Regions from separate parts of the Ovis aries genome. Here region 1 is linked to region 2. A link is a contact called in public Hi-C data. All regions are on one chromosome and are shown on one strand. The core of a region is the stretch at or near the end of the contact, and the rest is flanking DNA. Distances in the headings are between cores, read along the strand shown. Region 1 holds the start of PPP1R3C (protein phosphatase 1 regulatory subunit 3C). Region 2 holds the start of HECTD2 (HECT domain E3 ubiquitin protein ligase 2).

Region 1 (3,670 bases), core at 1,046-3,545, 190 kb before region 2:
CATCAGTCAGCACCAGGGGGCAGAAGAGAAAGCAGTTTGAATGGAAAGAAGCCCAAACTCAAAAGGACTATGAGTAAATGGTGTAAGCATGTCAAAGCTTCCAACATGGTTCCTAGTACCTAGTAGGTAAGGTATATATGTTAGCTGAATCTGAAAGTCTTAAGTCATTTAATGATGATTTCTCAATTACAGAAAAAGTCCAGGTTTTCTTCACTGTAGAAAAAATAAAAAATACAGAGAAGCAAAATGACAAAAAAGTGAAAAGTGAAAGTTGCTCAGTTTGTTAGTATTAGTGTCTTCAGTCATGTCCAACTCTTTATGACCCCACGGACTGTATAGTGCATGGAATTCTCCAGGCCAGAACACTGAAGTGGGTAGCCATTCCCTTCTCCAGGGTATCTTCCCAATGCAGGGATTGAACCCAGGTCTCCCACACAGCAGGCGGCTTCTTCATCATCTGAGCCACCAGGGAAGCCCACAGAATGAGAAATAAAATTTTAATTATTCATAATATCTCTATTGCCCCAAATTAAGCACTGTTAACGTTTCGGTCGAGTATATTCTCTTTTCCATATATGCATGTCTTACCCCTAAAATGGGATCACAATTTATTTTTCTTATTTCATGTTTCTCTGTAACTGTAATTGGTAATATCCACTCTTTAGCTCAACATAGTGTTGTTGAACACATACCAAGCACTTTGCTGAGTTTTCTCATCTGTACAGTTTCATTTAATCCTCAGAACAATTTCACTATCTCCATTTTACTGATGAGGGAGTTGAAGCTCAAACTTGTCTAGATTTGAAAGTGTCAAACCCAAACAGTGCCCCTTCAGCTAGTTTTGGTTGTTCTGAGAAACTAGAAGATCTGCTTTTAGTTGGATGTTTTCTTTAAAAAATCAAGCCCAAGTGATAAATAACTGCCCCAGTGATAACTCACTTTTTCTTTAACCACACCATTTTAACACTTCTGCTGCTGCTGAACGGTGATTTTAAAGACATAGGGATTTTTGTACATTTTACATTGTATATTCTGTACATTTTTATGGACTGCTGGATAACTAAATTGAGAGCAGAGCAAGGACATGGACTTTATACAAACAATTCCTACTCGACTTAGAAATTTAATTTTATGGTTGTAACTGATGATGGTCTAAAAACTCCCCAAACTAAACAAAATTACAAAACCTCGATGAGAATAACCGGCCTGGGAGAGTCATGAAACTTACAGTGTGATAGTTTAACATTTTGGTTTTCACATCGCTGCCAGAGGACGTCAGAACCCAGATGAGGGATTTGGGTTGACCACTGGCTCTGCGGGCTGACCCACCACATGAGCAAAAGAGGCCTTTTCATTTCTGGCTTTAGTTTTCTCTTCCAGGGAGAAAAGCTGAAGACTAGATTGAAATACAAAGTACCTTTTAATGAAATGCTGCCTCATTGTCTTATAATAGGGCTAACACAGACTGCCGGTGGCTCAGATGGTAAAGAATCTGCCTGCAAAGCAGGAGACCCGGATCAATCTCTGGATCAGGAAGATCCCCTGGAGAAGGGCATGGCAACCCACTCCAGTATTCTTCCCTGGGAAATCCCAAGGACAGAGGAACCTGGCGGGCCACAGTCCATGGGATCTTAAAGAGTCGGACAGGGCTGAAGCATTTAATACGGACTAACACGGTTTATTAACAATATTGGTTAGAGAAGAATGTACTGTGTGGTGCATTTCCGGGTTCACCCTAACCCCAAAATATGCAGTCAACTTCTGATTGCTCAGGGCAAGGAAAGGGAGAAGATAAGCCAATGCACCAAGCAATGAACAAGATAAACATTTCAAAACTATAAATATAAGCACACACACACATCCCCTTCCCCCACCGCCACCCCTCCACGCGTCCCCGGAACGAGCCACAGTGTCCTGCCCTCAGATAACTGTATACAGAAGCCTCGCGAGTGAGACACCTCCCTCCCTGCAGCCCCGCTGTGTTGGCGCTCCGCGCGGGAGGAGGTTTGCTGCTTTCCCTCCTGGCCTGCGCCGGCTACTTGTGCTACGCGGTTGCCTCCACGCCTCCTCGCCCGGGGTTCGCGTTACTCTACCCCGGCCAGCTGGCCCGGGGTCCCAGAGCGCCCCCAGCGCCCGGCGAGCCCTGCACCACGGCAGTCACGTCCCGGCAAGGGCTCGCGCCCCAGCTGAGCGCTGGTTGGTCGCGCCGTCGAGCCCGCGGCCCAGCGATTGGCCGTGGCAGTCGGCTCACGTGGTCCCCCGCAGTTAAGCGGCCTCCCGGGGGCCGCACCCGCGATCTGCCGGAGCTGCGGCCACTCGGGGACTCCCGGGAGACGCGTGCGAACTCTCGCAAACCGCGGAGTGCCGCCGCTCCTCTGCCTGATGAGCTGCACCAGGTAGGTTCCCTGCAGATTCTCCGACCCGGAGCTCAGGGAGCGCGCAGCTGTCGGGAGGCTGGGATGCGTTTTCCTGCTGTCATCCCCGCCCCGGAGACCCCAGGGGAGGGCGGGTTGACAGGCTGCTGAAGAATCTGGCGCTGGGGAGGCCTTGGAGGTGTGAAGATTTGCTCTGAGCATCTTAGGCAGAGCTGATTTCGGTAAACGGCATCTTAAACCAGAAACGTGAGTCAGCTTTAGTTCTGATTCCCTCGTGGATTCTAACCGTATCTCTTGGTCCTGCACAGAGGTCTCAAGGACTCGTGGGAAGAGCACTCAGATTGCTGGCTGTGTAGTTTAGCTTTGGGAAAAACTTAACGATGGACGATGTTCACTTTCCTTGGTCCTCTTTCCTTCTTCTGACGGTTTGCCATAGCAAAGCCAGTCTCGGGAGTTTGAGCAAATGATTATTTTTAAACTCTTCGGCCAGACTTAACATTCCAGGGAAATCGCCGTATCCTGAAACTGTCTTTAGATAAGTGCAAAATGTGAAAATACAGGGCAAACCCCCAAACAAAAAAACCACCCACAAAACTACTTAAATAGCTTCTTTAGACATAACTTAGCAGAAGACGTCTCTAAAATTTCCGCCTGTTAACTATTATTAGACCAATAAATATAGCTTTCTCTCTCATTTGTTTGTTCTAAGTTTGTAGGTCTCCCAGAAAAATCCTAGGGCTAATAAAGTGAATTCTCAGAATATTCTTTTATTACCCATCTTATGATAATGACCATTTGGCTATGTGCTTAGAGCTGCTGGGAAGACAGTTACTAAAGCCGGAACGAGAAATGTCACATACAGTATACACACACTTCTTATCTGAAGGCTAGGGTAGGGGAAAAATGTCCATAAGTTTGGCAATGTATACTCAGGGCTAAAGGCCAGAAAAAATACCTTTCTTGATGGACACTTCATGGTTTAATATTTCTGGGCATAGTTATGTCTAAATTTTAAATAGCTTTATTATCTTTCTAGTTATAAATATCCATTGCCAGAACATTTGAAAATACCAAAAAAGTACAAAGGCAAAAATAGATCACCTATCACCCGGAGATAATTGTTAACTTTTTGTTGTGCTTCCTATTAGACTTTTCAACATTTATAAGTTCATATATGTGTTGTGTGTGTGTATATATATATATATATAAAACACATTTATTGAAACTATCCTATTTTCAGGTTTGGCTTTCCCAGTGACTCAGCGGTAAAGAATCTGCCTGCAATGCAGGAGACA
Region 2 (3,437 bases), core at 627-3,126:
CTGATAGACCTTATCTCATTTAGTGTGAACAACCCACACTTTTCACTGCAGAGTTATTAGTATGCTTAATTATGAGGAACTGGCCAGGACCCCACTGTGGATAGTATACATGATGTATATAAATTAACTTTCTAAAATCCAAAGACCTCTCAATTTCAAAGCCCCTGAAGATAACAGTCTGTAGACCTATGTCCACACTGTATCAATTTCTCCAAGTTTTTATTCCAAGCCTTCGATTTTTCAATTACACAGAAATAAGTAAGTTTTGGGGAGCGTCCTTACTTGAGGACCTAAACCGATTAACACAACTGTTCGTATAAGCACTCATGCATTCATTGTTTTAAACTGACTTAGAAATAAACTGCTGAAATACTATTTGCCAGTTAAGAACATCCCAGATAAGCTCCAAAAGCCCAGGAAATCAACAGCAAGAACTGGGCCTATAAGCAGCTGAGTGACAAATTTCTTCAAAGCATTTCCCAAAGTAATTTCTACCTGCAACTCCAATTTACCAATCAACTGTAGTAATTTTTTTAAGTGTCTGTCTACACTTCGCTGTGATTTAAGGTATGGTGCGCGTTCTAGCAATTTTCAGTTATCACAATCCTTAGACATTTTCCAAAAAACCTACTGAATCAAACGTTATTTCTATAACATTTTAAATTAGAGTTAGCTATTTTAGTAAGTTCTTAGTCATTTAAGAGGGAGGTTTTAGGAAATGAATTGCAACCAGGAATAAGGAAAATGTATCATGTTCTCTAAAACTTTTACTATTTTGTCACACAGGCTGAATAAGTCATGCTCTTTAAATGTACTGAAGTTTCAAGAAGTATATAAATATGGGGTCAAATGAAAAAATCTAAAAAATTAGAGGTTAATTTTGTGTGTGTGTGCGCTCCAAAGTAAACAGTCATAACCACCAGTAAAAGTAGGGAAGAGGGGCTGTCCCATTACATCATCTGGCAATCTGTAGTTTGAAGCCTGAAAGCGCTCTGCAAATAATCCTTAAGAAAATCCAGCTGGGAAATCATCCCCGAGAAGCTTACATCCCTTGAGTTTAAATATAAGGTTAAAAAAGCTTCCCCACCTTACGTCACATGTCTGTACCATATGAAAAAGAAAACCCATCACCGAGACATCTACCTCCCACTATCCTGACAGCAAACGAAAGGTCACAATTAAGTGGAAACTCGCCTCAGAGCCTGTTCAATCTGAAGGAGGAACGGAAAGAAAAAGCGAAGAAAAGGGGAGAAATCTTCGCTCTCCCACGGCAGGCAGACGGCTCAGCGGAAAACCCACTCCCGCCTGCCTGACACCTTATCCTCATCCAAGAGACGATGGACTCCAAAAAGCTGGTTATTTCCTTAGAGAAAGAGGGAAGCCCCCAAACCAGAAAATGACCGAAAACAGCCAGCTGACTCGGCCACCCCGGCATTCCCCGAGGGTGGAAGGTGCAGCTCGAGAAATGATCACGGCTGTCCCCGAGACACAACTCCTCGATTTCAGCCCGAGGAAGGGCAGCCTGAGCGCTTCTCCCCGGGCGGGTCCGGGGCTCCCTGGAGGAGAAGCGGGGTCCCCGGGCTCCCCTCGCCCCCCTCGCGACCGGCCGTCGGGGCGCCCCGCGGCCCCCGCCCGGCACCTACCGCAGGGGCACTGGCGCCCGCCGACACGATGGGCGGCAGCTTCTCACGCTCGGGTTCCTTCCCTTTCTTCTCCTCGGGCGCAGTCGCCGCCACCGCCGGCGGCGCGGCGGGCGAGGGCACCCGATCCGCTTCACTCATGTCGGGCCGGGCGGCTGGAGCGCGAGGCGGCGGCAGCGGCGGCCAGGCTGCGGCTGGGGTTGGCGCTGCTGCCGCCGCGGCCGCGAGAGGGCTCTGGGCCACCGCGTCCAGCCTCCGCCGCCGCTCCGCCCCCGCCCGCGCCCGCGCCCGCGCCCGCGCCGCGGCCCCGCGCTCGCGCCGCGCGCGCGCCCGGATGCCCGCCGCGCCCCCGCCCCCGCCCCCGCCCCCGCTCGCGGGGCCAGCCCGCCCGCGGCTCCCGCCCGCTCCTCGCCTCTGTCGCCCGCTCCTCGCCTCTGTCGCCCCCTCCTCGCCCCCGGCTCGGCTCGCGGGGAGCGGGGCCCGGACGCTGGCCGCTGCCACCCTCGCTGCCCCGGGGGCCCGGAGAGGAGGCGCCGCAGCCGGGCCGCCATGTTGTTTGCCGACCGTCGCCCGAACCGGCGAGGAGGGGGTCGGGACTAGCGAGCCGGTACTCTGGGGGACACGGCGAAGCCAGCAAAGGTCGCGCGGGGATAGAGCGTTCCCGAAGGGCTGCCGTGGGGCGGGGCGCGCGGCAGCCTCCTCTGCACGGACGGCCCTGACTTGGGGCGCCTAGACCCGCGGGGGATTTTTCCTCTCCAGCGCCTGCAAAACCGTCGCCTTCGGGCCGCTGCTCGTCCCTGCCACCCCGCCCGCCCGCCCGCTTGCCCCAAGAGCGAGGTCTCGAGCCTGGGCGTCCTCTGCAGGCAACCTTGCTTTTATAGTCGACCGACCCTTTGTAGATGCCCCAAGAGCCCCCATCTACAAAAGAAAAGGCTGAGGTGGGGAGAGGGGAAATGAGACGCCGTGGGCTCCACCTTCCCCACCGCAGGGCGGGACGGCCAGGCCACACTTTCCATTCCTGTTCTTCCCGTCCCTACTTGGACTGCCAAATCCGCCTCTCCCTTCCCGTCCCCACGCGCCTACATCTCGCTCTCTCCCCGCATCTCTTTGCTGCCTCCTATCCCTTCCTTGTTCGTTTCCTTTTATAAGTTGCAGATGGACAGACCCAAACTCCGCCGCATAATCCTTAATGTCAGATCGTTAATATGGGTGCGAACTTTAAAAGTGAGGAGGAAAGCTTTTAATCATGATATTAAAACATCCCCCATCCCCACCCCCACGACCAAGCCACACAGACATTTCCTTTCCTTTCCGCCCCCTCCTTTTCCTTCTCTCAGTCTACTGGAGCTGCGGAGACACCTGCTGATCTAAGGGAAAGGAGAGAGTAAGGATGTGCTGCATCGCCTATTAAAAACAGGGGATTCTTGACGGTCATATACACGGCTCTCGGTAGCGGCTTTGTTATTTCACTTGAGGATGAGTGAATTTTCAAATCATGGGTACCCAGATCCAAATAACTAAAAATATCTCTGAAACTTGTTTGGGAGGATGTTTGGGTTATCTGTTATTTTACATAATTCAGAATTATTAGCATAACTGAGTACTAGTTATAGTGCACCATGAAACGAGGTTGCATGTTTTTTCCTTCAAACCCAGAATTTGTAACAAACAGATCTGAAGTAAATCATGTAATGACTATAATAATTAGTATTCAGGATTGCCTTCTATATTATAAATTCCAACTTTCGTTTATAGAAGGGCTTTCTAGTTTTAATATAGTTGCTGTCATCACCTATT

Evidence for each region. A called contact is a pair of places that touch in the nucleus more often than the background predicts.
Region 1: a Hi-C map of skin fibroblasts shows a contact between it and region 2, with 2.5 times the contacts expected there. The contact joins the promoter of PPP1R3C here to the promoter of HECTD2 in region 2. A contact is called at or near these places in 3 of 16 Hi-C or Micro-C datasets (skin fibroblasts and tail adipose tissue).

The regions. Positions count from the first base shown.
Region 1 is chr22:13,014,686-13,018,355 of ARS-UI_Ramb_v3.0, reverse strand. PPP1R3C (protein phosphatase 1 regulatory subunit 3C) reads left to right here and starts at 2,295. Exons shown (of 2, transcript XM_004020030.5): 1 at 2,295-2,396. The coding sequence starts at 2,383.
Region 2 is chr22:12,827,544-12,830,980 of ARS-UI_Ramb_v3.0, reverse strand. It overlaps HECTD2 (HECT domain E3 ubiquitin protein ligase 2), which reads right to left and starts at 1,876. Exons shown (of 21, transcript XM_027960547.2): 1 at 1,644-1,876. The coding sequence starts at 1,781.